Regions from separate parts of the Mus musculus genome. Here region 1 is linked to region 2. The links are chromatin contacts, called in public HiChIP or PLAC-seq maps. All regions are on one chromosome and are shown on one strand. The core of a region is the stretch at or near the end of the contact, and the rest is flanking DNA. Distances in the headings are between cores, read along the strand shown. Region 1 overlaps Stat4 (signal transducer and activator of transcription 4). Region 2 overlaps Gm17767 (predicted gene, 17767).

Region 1 (5,356 bases), core at 1,276-3,775, 440 kb after region 2:
AAACTCGGTGGGTGAGGTGACGCCTTTTGCATACCTGCCTACACTCTGCCTCACCATGCTGAGAGCACCTGAGTGTGCCTGAATAAAAATGTGCTCTTAGTTCTGTTGACAGGAGCAATGCCAGGAAGAACACAACACAATGAATTAGAGAAATATCATTTAGCATACTGATCCCCTCTGAACCCCATCAGATCTTATTCTCTAACCCACTGCTTTCTCACTTCACTCCTCTTCCTTCCCCTCTGTACCACACACACACACCACACACACACACTAAAAAGTCAAATCTTGATGATTTAATACTTTAATCCATAACAATCTTTCCTTTCCCTAGATCCTGAATGTTAACAATTTTTGGCAGAGTTTAGGGCTTCTCTTTGGAATAGGTACTTTGTGTATAATATAGAACCTGGGTCTGTCTATTTATCTTTTTTTCTTCCTTCCTTGCTTGCTTGTATGTGGTGTGTATGTTGTATTGTGTGTGTATGTGCATTCATGCACACACAGAGGCTAGAGTAAGATGGTAGATGCCCTCTTCTATTGCTCTCTACCTTATTCCTCTGATGTGGAGTCTCTCACCGAGCGGAACTTCACCTTTCACCTGTACTGACTGGCTCCTGGGATCCACCTACCTCTGTGATGCCCCCAGTGTTGGAGTCACAGGCACATGCAGCCATGCCCATTGTTATGTTGGTGCTGAGGATTTGAATGCAGGTCCTGATCCTTGCATAGCAAGCATGCCTAACCAGTGAGCCACCTCCTTAGCTCCTGTGAGTGAGTCTTAAATATTCTTCAGTCATGTTGTTCCATAATCATCTGATTGCCTCAATATCCTGTACTTGCCAGCTGCTCTGTGCTCCTCCAAGTACGATGCATAGTGAAGTATAAATTGGTATAGGTGGGAATGGAGAAATGGCTCAGCATTTAAGAGCACTGGTTGCTCTTCCAGAGGCCCTGAGTTCAATTTTCAGCAACCATATGGTGGCTCATGACCATCTGTAGTGGAATTCGATGCCCTCTTCTGGCATGCAAGCTCTCTATGCAGACAGAGCACTCATATACAAAAAAAAATAAATAAATAAAATAAAATAAAATAAAATAAAATAAAAGAAGTTACATAGGTAGCTGTACTTGTTAGGATCGGATGTCTTTCATGGAGTTTACAGAGTTAATATTTAACTAAGAAAACTCTCCCAAAATGTGGGTAGAGCTATTCCTTGGTCTGGGATCCCAGACTGAACAGAAAGACCAAATCAAAGCTGAGTGCTCACATTGGTTTCTCTCTGCTTCTCAATGTTGCATCTGATGTGACCAGGTGCTTCATGCTCTTGCTGTCACGATTTCCCCACTGTGATGGACTGTATGCTCCAAATGTAAGCCACAATAAATCCTTCCTTAAGTTGTTTTCCTCAGATATTTTGCTCTGCACCAACAAGAAAAGTAGCCAACAGTATGTTGGTACTTAAAGAATGAGGCCTCTATAAATGCTCTTAATGTCACGAAACTGCCTGTTTCTTGTCATCTAACCTGGATATCTGCCTTAGTGGATAGACATGGGAGGCAAACTATGCATTGTTTGTGAAACAATCTGCCTGCCTTTTGTAACTTGCTCTCTACTGTCAGGATGGACCTTGGAATTCTGTGTCCCACTGGCTTTCTGTAGCTCAGCACGTTGTCACTCTCCTTGCTGTTTGCTTTAGGTTCTTGCATTCCTTGTCTGGAGATATAGGTGATGAGAGAGATTTCCATGGCAACAACGTGACTTTAGCATATCAGGCATAGATGGGGGTTTTTTTTGGGGGAAGACCTATTTGGTCATTATTATAAGTCAGCAAGAAAAAAATGGGGACGCGTCACTCGGGATGTAGACTGTGTGCTGGAATTGTGAGGTAATTTGGTAAAAGGACTGACATTTAATGGATGAATAGATGCAAAATGTGAGAGAATTAAAAATGAGACAATTGTATCACTTAATTTGGGTTATTTCACATATAATAATACATCTTAATTAGTTTGGGGAAGGGAGGAGAGATAATATGAGTTTGATACGAAAACTAGCATAAAGGACTTGGAACTACATTGTCTACGTTGTCTATATATACTTAATGCCACAAGACCAAGCTGCCAGCATACACTGTTCTTCATATTACCAGCTCTTAGCACACAGCTTAGTGTGTAGTAAGAGGCTCTGTGTCTTGTGTAATAATGAGAAATAGAGCTGACATTGAAATATGATCATTGCCTTATTCCAATAAATATCCTTTGACTAGCAGAGCAAATGTCACATCAGTGTAAATACAGTTCAGAGTCCACAAAAGCAATTCAGATTGTACACTTTGACTTCCTGATGTCATCAGTTTCTGAGGATGGGGGAACTAGTTTTACAAAGTATTGTTTACGACAAATGGTGTGAGAGAGAAGGTTTGATGTGGTAGCCAAAAGCAGAAGTTGGGGAAACCTTTCAGAGGAAGAAGGCTAAGAGAAAAAACCAATAACTGAAGACAACAAAATACTGAAGTGTAAGGCAGCCACACACTAACACCCTAGAACTTCACAGGAGAGGCACTAGTGGTCTTTTGGAACCAATGCCCACTCTCCAGGAGCTGAGTCAAGAGCAGTGACTCTTCATAATAAAGGACCACAGGCTTTGAAGTTCTTCACTTGCCAGAACAATAAAGCAACCAACAGATGGAGAATCACTTCGAAACTGGACATGAGACATTTACCTTCTTCCCTTCTCCACTTTGCTATCATGAAACTGGTGTATACTCAGCCAAAAGAAATGTTAATGCAATGCTCTTAGGGCCGAGTACATCACTTAAAAAGCTTTTTACTAGTGTATGATATGCATATAGTAGAGTCCTCGGATCCTGCTGCACAGCTCAGTGTGAGCACCAGGAATGTTTCCCTTTGTCACCTCCGCTATAAATTACACTATTTTCTCCACATAGTGCATGGAGGAACTTATTAATGAAGGGAAGAATGTTTTACCTTTTATAATTTTTCTTCATGTTTTGTATGTCCTATATTTTAGAGGCTATTACTTTCTCATATCTATAATGCCTTTATTTTTATAATATTTTTATTAAGAATTTAAAAATGCATATAATTTTTTTGGTCAGATCTACCCCTATAGCCCTTCCTTGAACCCTCCCTTATTCTCCCCCAACCCCAGCTTCTTTTAAAGCCCACAGATCCCACTTGGTGCTATTGTACATGAGTAGCTGTAGGGTCACCCAGTGACCATTGAAACCTCCCAGGGGTCACATCTCTGAATAAAACACTCTTCCTGCCTACAGTCATCAATTGTCAGTTGCCCCTATGCTTGGGGTGGGACTTTGTGAGCCAGTCCCCTGTACATACTGGGACTTGGGCTAGCTTGATCATGTGCAGGTCTTGTGTATGCAGACCCAGGCCCAGTGAGTTCATGTGCGCAAGGGTTCAGTCACCTTTAGCTGTAGATGTTTGTAACTCTTTTGAGCTCTACTGAGAATCTAAATGAACATACATCCTAATCCCAGAATTACTGATGAGTTAATAGCACATACTTGGTAAAGTATCTTACACAAAGACTTTGACAGGCATGTGAGTGTTATTGGTTTTAAGTCTTTTCTATCAGAAGTATCCAATTCACAGATGTTATTAAAAATTCTGAGTGAGAATCTAGAGCCATGGTGGGGCATTTTTGAGTTCCTTTATATCTCTTTTTACAATGCAGTTTAATATATACCAACTGAGTCTTGAACAACCAGTTTTTAATTTTTTAAAAGATGTATCTGTTTTTATTTTATCTGTATGAGTGTTTGCCTGCATGTATGTCTGTGCACTGTGTGTGTGTGCCTGGTATGTGTGTACCTGGTGCCCACAGAGGCCAGAAGAGGGCATCAGATCCCCTGGAATTGGAGTTATGGATGGTTATAAGCAACGATGTAGGTGCTGGGAATCAAACCTAGGCCCTCTGTAAGAACAGTGCTCTAACCACCGTGTAATCACTCTAGCCCCCTGAATAGCCTTTTAATCACCAAGGTAACTAATAACCACTATGATCGTTACAGTGTATTTCTTGACCATATTAACTTTGTCAAGGGGTAATATTATTTTGCCACTCTCTTAAACAGCCAACATCTTTTCATATCACTTTAAAAACCTCTCTTCCTATTCTCTTTTGAGACAATGTCTCACTGTACAGGCCGAGCTGGCTTCGAATTGTGTCAGTAATCCCCCCTCTGCCTCTTGTGTGTCAGGATTAGAGACATGTGTCACTGCGCCTTATTTGGAATCATTTTTATTTACCCGTTAGTTGGAACTTTATCTTTTCACTACTATGATAGGTGCTTTACATAGCTGTCTTAGTTAAAGTTCTACTGCTGTGAAGCGATAGCAAGGCCGTGGTAAATGGTTTTCTTTTTAGTTTGACTTTTTATTGATTGGCTGTGAATTTTACACCGTGCACCCCAAGCCCACTCCTCTGCCCCTCCCCTTTTATCTGCCCTCCACCCTCGCACCCTCACTCACAACAGAGAAAGAAAAACAATCTCATTGTGGAAGCTGTGAGGAGTCAGAGTGTGGCCCATAGTCTACCCTTTTGTCCATGCTTCTTAACTTGCAAATGTCCATTGCAATGGATCATTAGTCTGGTTTGAAGCCTCTGGCTTCTGCTACACTAGCAATACTGGTTCCTCACTGAGATAACCTTGTTGCCCTGTGTCACAGAGCTCCGGAAGCTTTGGGTCTGTAGGAAGGGCCCCTTCTCACCCTCTAGCAGTTCATGGGATAGATGTTGAGGTGGGCCAACTCAAAGCCCTGGATCTGGGCCTGAGTGGTAACTGAGCTGAATGGCCAGCCCACCAGTTCTTCTGCACCCACACCACCAGGGCGAGCACTCCAGCATTGCTCCAGCTAAGTCGCTTAGTGCCACAGTTACTGAGTGGTTAGACCCAGCTCTCACGATCTCATGCCCACATGGTTATCCATACCCACACCAGCAGGGCCGGCTCTACTGTGCTGCTCACTCGAGGTGCAGAGCATGATCCCCTGAGTGCTGCAGCTGGTGAGGAGCAGGGCCAGCATTCCCCTCTCATGGCCTCAGGGATAGTTCTCCTACTTGCCATAAGTGTCAAGGAGTGATATCGGAGGAAGGCATCTCTCCATTGCCTGGACTACCACACAGCAGGCCAGCTTTCCCACGCTCATGCCTTGGGAGTTGGCTAACCTACCCTCTTCCCCAACCAGGGTCAGCTTTACTGTGCTGCCCAGGTGAGTTGCAAAGCCTTCTCTCCCAAGTGCTACAACCAGTGAGGGACAGGGATAGCTCTTCTGCTCTCATGACCTCTGGGCCAGCTCTCTCACCTGCTGC
Region 2 (5,672 bases), core at 685-3,184:
CATTTTCCACATTATAACCATGGTGGGTTTTTTTTTTTTAATCCTTGACAGGTTGCAATTAGATTTCTTGCTTGCCATTGTATTATAGCAAATACTGTTATTATGGTAGAAGTAATTCACTTTATTTAGTGTACTACTCAGATAGTCGGCCAGATGCCTCCGATAGTAAATGTCATTCCCATTCTTTAATTATAATTTTTAATCTTTTCTGGTTTGCTGTTCTTTCAGTAGATTAATTAGTTTTATTCTAAAATTCAGAAATGGTCTGAGTTTAATGATATTTATTAATATGAATTATTATTTCCTATTGGTTTTCCCCTGCAGAAGAGTAAAGTAATTTTGTTCTTTCAAACTTTTTGGTCTAGTGACACACTGTCAGAGAACAACACAGATTTATTTAGTAATTGAAATTTTTAAAGTTTTTAAAATTATGTGTACGTGTATGTGTGTATATCTGTGTGCCACATATATGCAGGTGCCTGAAGAGACCAGAAAAGGACATTAGAGACCCATGAAGCTGGAGATTCAGACAGCTGTGGATCACCAGCTGTGGTCCAGGGAGCTCTACTCTTCTCTGTCCTCAGGAAGAATATGAGTGCTCTTGACTGCTGAGCCATCTCTCCAGCCACAGCTAGGTGTATTTCTGAAAGTTGGTGGTACTGACATTTCAATGATTGTCAGCCTCGGAGATATGCAACCAAAGGCTTTGGTCACACTCTAAAAGATACGCATTCCTCTAAAGATGTTTCCTTTGTCTAGAGTTGTTTATATACACAGGGCAAGATGAATGAAAGCAAACAAGATATGAAGCATATCTAGAGCCCACACACCCATAATCAAATTAGAACATGCGGCTTATCTGTCTGACAGTGAGGAGCATACTGACCCTACACATCCCTAGGCTACCCCTTAGTGCACTGATGCATTGCACTATTTTCATCTGTGTTGAACGGGCAAATATATTGGATTGACCCTCTTGCTGAGTACATGGATAGCTCAATTCAGTTCAATTGAGCAAGTCAGACAGAGTGAGCATTGTTGAGAAATGGAAGATAGAAGATGGGCTCTATAAACTGGGTGGCACTTACTCAGGTTCTGTGCCTCCCCGTTCTGTGATTTAGGCCAAATTACTTTTATCTCAAAGCTCTGATTGATTGATCTACACAGTAGGTATGTGGGGACTTTGCTCCCAGATTAGCTGTAAGAATTTAAAAGATCCTATTTACAAAGTGCCAGAAACCTAATGTGATAAGAACGCTCATTGCTATCAGGTGTTAGGGGTATTGAAGGTTGGTAATCTATATGCCTGTCATTCATTACTACCTAACAGGAACAAAGAACAACAACAACAACAACAAAAACAGCAACAATAACAAAACCCACATAACTGATTTCAGCTGGGTGAATCTTAGCAGTAGGTTGATGCTGATCTGTTCCGTAGTTCTCTAAGGGCCACTTAGAGTTTGTTTGTGCCATGGTCTTAGCAGGAAATATGAGGGGAGAAGCCTCACTAAATGAACGCAGCCCAAGCACGCTATGTATCATGAACATTTCACAGAGGCAGAAACATGTCCTGTAGCCAAAGCCGAGGGATGGGCAAGGTACTGAGCCTGGTGCTTCAGAGCAACAATTAAGTCACACAGTTTAAACAACCAGAGGTAGGTCAGAACCTGGAGGAATGTGGTTTTTTTTTCCTCTCAATTCTTGCTCCCAGCTATAATGGTACAACGTAAGCAAGTCGCAGATGGTGTTGTGGTTTGGATCTGGAATGCCTCCCAGAGGTATATGTGTGAAAGCTTGGTCTCTAGCTGTGGCAGCTAGCAGGAAATGACAGAAACGTTAGGAAGCAAGGTCTGGTTGGAGTAAATAGGTCATTGGGGTTGGGCCTTTTGAAGCATGCTGGAGCTCCAACCACTTCCTGTCTTTCTGTTTCCTGACAGCTGTAAGGTAAAGGGCCTCCTATGTCACAGGCTTTCAACACTGTGGTATTTTGCTTCACCTAATGCTGAGAAGTAGTGGTCCAGCTGACCTTGGGCTGAAACCTTGAACTCAGAGAAGCCTGTCCTCCTTTATATTGTATGTCACATGTTTTATCACAGTGACAAAGCTGTGACATGGGTGGAGTTCTGTCATATACACAGGGGGAAGGCACAGAAAGCTGCTATAGAAATTGTCCTGTAAGCCTGATAAGGTCAGATCTCCACCCATTTGGGCTTCTCTGACAGCTCTTTGCATCAAAGGTTTACTATCGTGGCAGATTTACCAACATTTTGGGTACAAAGGGCTAACATTTGACCAAATCTGAACCTTTGAGACTCTTGAACCCTGTGTCTGCAAATCAGCCATGCCCGAACAAACACGCAACAAACCCACAGTTACCATTATCAATGTTAACAATAGATTCATGAAATACTAATAAACAGACTTTTAAGAATACCATTTGGCAAAATTGTTGGTGTTTATCAAAGTGTAAGAAGGAACCAGCTGGGGCTGGAGAGATGGCTCAGTGGTTAAGAACACTGACTGCTCTTCCAGAGGTCCTGAGTTCAAATCCCAGCAACCACATGATGGAGATCTGACACCCTCTTCTGGTGTTTCTGAAGATAGTTTCAGTGTACTTATATATAATAAATAAATAAATCTTTAAAAAAAAAAAAGAAGAAGAAGAAGGAACCAGCTGACATCTGGAAGCAGCTCTCCTAGGAGTCCAGTCTTATCTCTCTATCAGATACCCACTCCCACCAGGCATTCCTAGATGATAAAAGAATTGGGCCTAGGTGTTCATTCTAACTGTAAAAGACCAACATAAGTTGATGCCCCGGACGATGTTTCCTGTGTTGTCTCTACTCCTGCTATGAATAACAAGTTTCTGTTAAACTGTGTCTACAATTCCAAACATAGAATATCCAATATTCAGTAGGCATTCATTGTTTAGTCTAAGCATTATGAAGACTTCTGTGTACCTCTTATTTATTCTCTGTTGCATGGTAAAACTAAGGCTGTGCATTGGAGCTAATGAGGAATTAGAATCACCATTTAAAAGTTTGGAAGACATCACAACTGTCAGGTTTTATTCAACTTTCATTTGAGAACCAAGCATTAGAAAGTAACATCCAAATCTTCATTGTTAAGTCTTTGATCAATCAAACAAGATGAGACAGGAAAAATAAATCTATGTTAGGTTCTCCTTCAGGCTGTGTGGTTGGTCTAGCTCAACTGTCTGGACAGAGCTCCTGCCAGCCAAAGCCTCAGACTCTTTGGACTGTCCCTGGTTAACCCATTATTTTAAGACAGGAAAACTAGATCTAGACTTTTAAAAAGTTGTCAGGACCAAGAGGAAGACAAGGTATTTTCATCTTTGGCAGGATCTAAGACTCATCAAACCCCAAGAGAAGAAGTTCTGCTCTCTGTGAAGCCACAGAGGCTACAACCAGAACAGTATGAATTGAGAGTGCTCCCATGAGTGCACTAGGGCCAGCTACATGGCGACTGCTGACCTTACAGTCTGAGGAACAGAACTGTGGGGCCTCTACAGAGCCTCAGGTGATGAGGCGCTACTGGTTCATGATGAGAAGAAAACAACTCAGGCCAGGTGTGGTGGTGTACATCTTTAATTGTGCTGGGAGGCTAAGGTAGGCTGATGCCTGTGAATTCAAGGCCAGCCTGGTCTACATAACAAGTTCTAGACCAGCCAGGGCTGCACAGTGAGACTGTCTTAAAACATTTTAAACAGGGCTGGTGAGATGGCTCAGCAGGTAAGAGCACTGACTGCTCTTTCAAAGGTCCTGAGTTCAAATCCCAACAACCACATGGTGACTCACAACCACCTGTAATGAGATCTATCACCTTCTTCTGGTGCGTCTGAAGTCAGCTACAGTGTACTTATGTATAATAATACTGAGCGAGCAGAGTTAACGAGAGCTAGTGGGGCAGACTGGAGTGAGCAGAGGTCCTAAAAAAACAAACAAAACAAAACAAAGCATTTAAAACAAAAACGAAAACTGGGTCTTCTCACTGGCTTACTTTCTCTTAATCCTCTCCTTTCTTCTCTTCCGAAGGTGTCCAGGAGCCTTCCCTTCTGTTACACACCCAAAACCATCTAGTCACTCCGTGAGTCTATTTCTAGTGGTTACTGGCTCTATTTTCAGATGAGCTTTTGTTTTTATACAAACCTCTGTAGGTAAATGAGTCTAGGAAAGAGTTTACTGTGTTTTCTGCTTCTACCTAGTCTTTAATTCTTTCACGAGACAGAGTGAAAAACTAGACTTAGCTGTTAGAAAGTAGGCAGCCAGTATTTTCAATTCTTTCTTAAGCCTGACCTATTTGCCTCATTCCTGAAAGCCATTTTTCACATCTACATTTAAATTTTAATCTTAGAAGCATACAATGTTCTAGTTAGAGAACTGCACTCATAATATACATATCATACTACTGGGCTCTCTGTTATAATTTTTCTACTTGTTGCAATAAAATATGGATGCAGGTGATTTTTATAATATGTGGAACAAACTTCATGATTAGATTATTAGAACCCCTCCTTTTATAGTTTCTGAATTTGTGAAATATTATTGAAAGCTTTTTAACACAGAGAATGAAGGAAACCATTCTTTCTCTGGTAACATCAAGCGATCATTGATTTGTAAATGGAACCATTAACAACAGCATTAGCAAAGCAAATGCCAAATAAATATACTTCTGTCCTCAGTGTTCATCCCCTTTATTTTGTGTGTGTGCGCGCACACACACACATGTGCACTTGTACCACAGTAGAAGTACGACTTGTCGAAGGAGATTTAATCCTTCCACCATGTAGGGTCTAGGGATTGAATTTGGTCACCAGGTCTAGCAGCAAATGCCTTTACTCAGTAAGCCATCTCATCAGTCCCTAGTCTTCCATTTTTGATCATTATAAAGTTCCACAAACTGTATCCCCTCATCTAGGTACTTGTGTGTGTGCATACACATATTGATAGATACATTTATCTCTGAGCCTATTGTGTACACAGCAATGCAGTTCACTGTAGTATGTGCATTCTCAATTTCAAGTATGTCTCTGAAAAGAGATGATCCCTCCATCTACCTCTATAAACAACCTGGTTTCCAGCAGATCACTGACCTCAGATAGGTGGAAAGATGGATTTATGAAAGTCCTTAGATCTGTCTCTTTTCTTAGACACCTAGTGCTGTATTGTCAATTCTTGCAGAAATCTGACTTCAAAAACTGAAGGCTTCTATTGCAAATGTACTAAAGCCAATGTGTTCTTTCCACAAACACTCAAAACTTTAGGTAAATATCAGTGGATTGGTGGTAGATGAGTCTTACCTCAGTTTGCCTATAATTTCCTGGGTCTTTGGCCAGATTTGACAAATATTCACATGTGTTATCAGGAAACATATACAACTTTGGACCATCTAATTTGGGAAATCTGGGCAAGTTCCAAGCTCTGTCCTCAGAATAGCAACAAAGTACTATGTATGGCTTGAGTGATGGCTGTTCCCAGTTGTCAACTTGACTGTATCTGAATGAACTACAATCCAGAAATGGGAGGCACACCTATGATCCAGATCTTGAGACTAGAATTCACAGGTTTTAGTCCAGATCTTGAGGCATAGTGGCCACGAAAAACTTAGGTCCAGGCAAGGTGTTACACAACTTTAATCCCAGGAGACAG

The links. HiChIP or PLAC-seq counts read pairs in DNA pulled down with a chosen protein or histone mark.
Region 1: a contact with region 2 is called in a BATF HiChIP or PLAC-seq map of CD8 T cells, with 7 read pairs. The contact joins two enhancer-like sites. A contact is called at or near these places in 4 of 484 Hi-C or Micro-C datasets (CD4 T cells, CD8 T cells and natural killer cells), 3 of 115 datasets of contacts at active chromatin or transcription factors (CD8 T cells, effector CD8 T cells and thymic regulatory T cells) and 1 of 9 other capture datasets (embryonic stem cells).

What each region holds. Positions count from the first base shown.
Region 1 is chr1:52,019,951-52,025,306 of GRCm38.p6, forward strand. The region is part of intron 3 of Stat4 (signal transducer and activator of transcription 4); the gene reads left to right. Among named protein-coding and RNA genes, the nearest start is that of Stat4, 14 kb to the left of the region's middle. Within about 2 kb of position 2,526, at least 82 of the 459 cell types and tissues checked have an H3K27ac peak or open chromatin away from gene starts, as enhancers often do. A contact at or near this core is called in CD8 T cells and effector CD8 T cells, where this site is marked.
Region 2 is chr1:51,583,222-51,588,893 of GRCm38.p6, forward strand. The region is part of intron 2 of Gm17767 (predicted gene, 17767); the gene reads right to left. Among named protein-coding and RNA genes, the nearest start is that of Gm17767, 11 kb to the right of the region's middle. Within about 2 kb of position 1,935, at least 138 of the 459 cell types and tissues checked have an H3K27ac peak or open chromatin away from gene starts, as enhancers often do. A contact at or near this core is called in CD8 T cells and effector CD8 T cells, where this site is marked.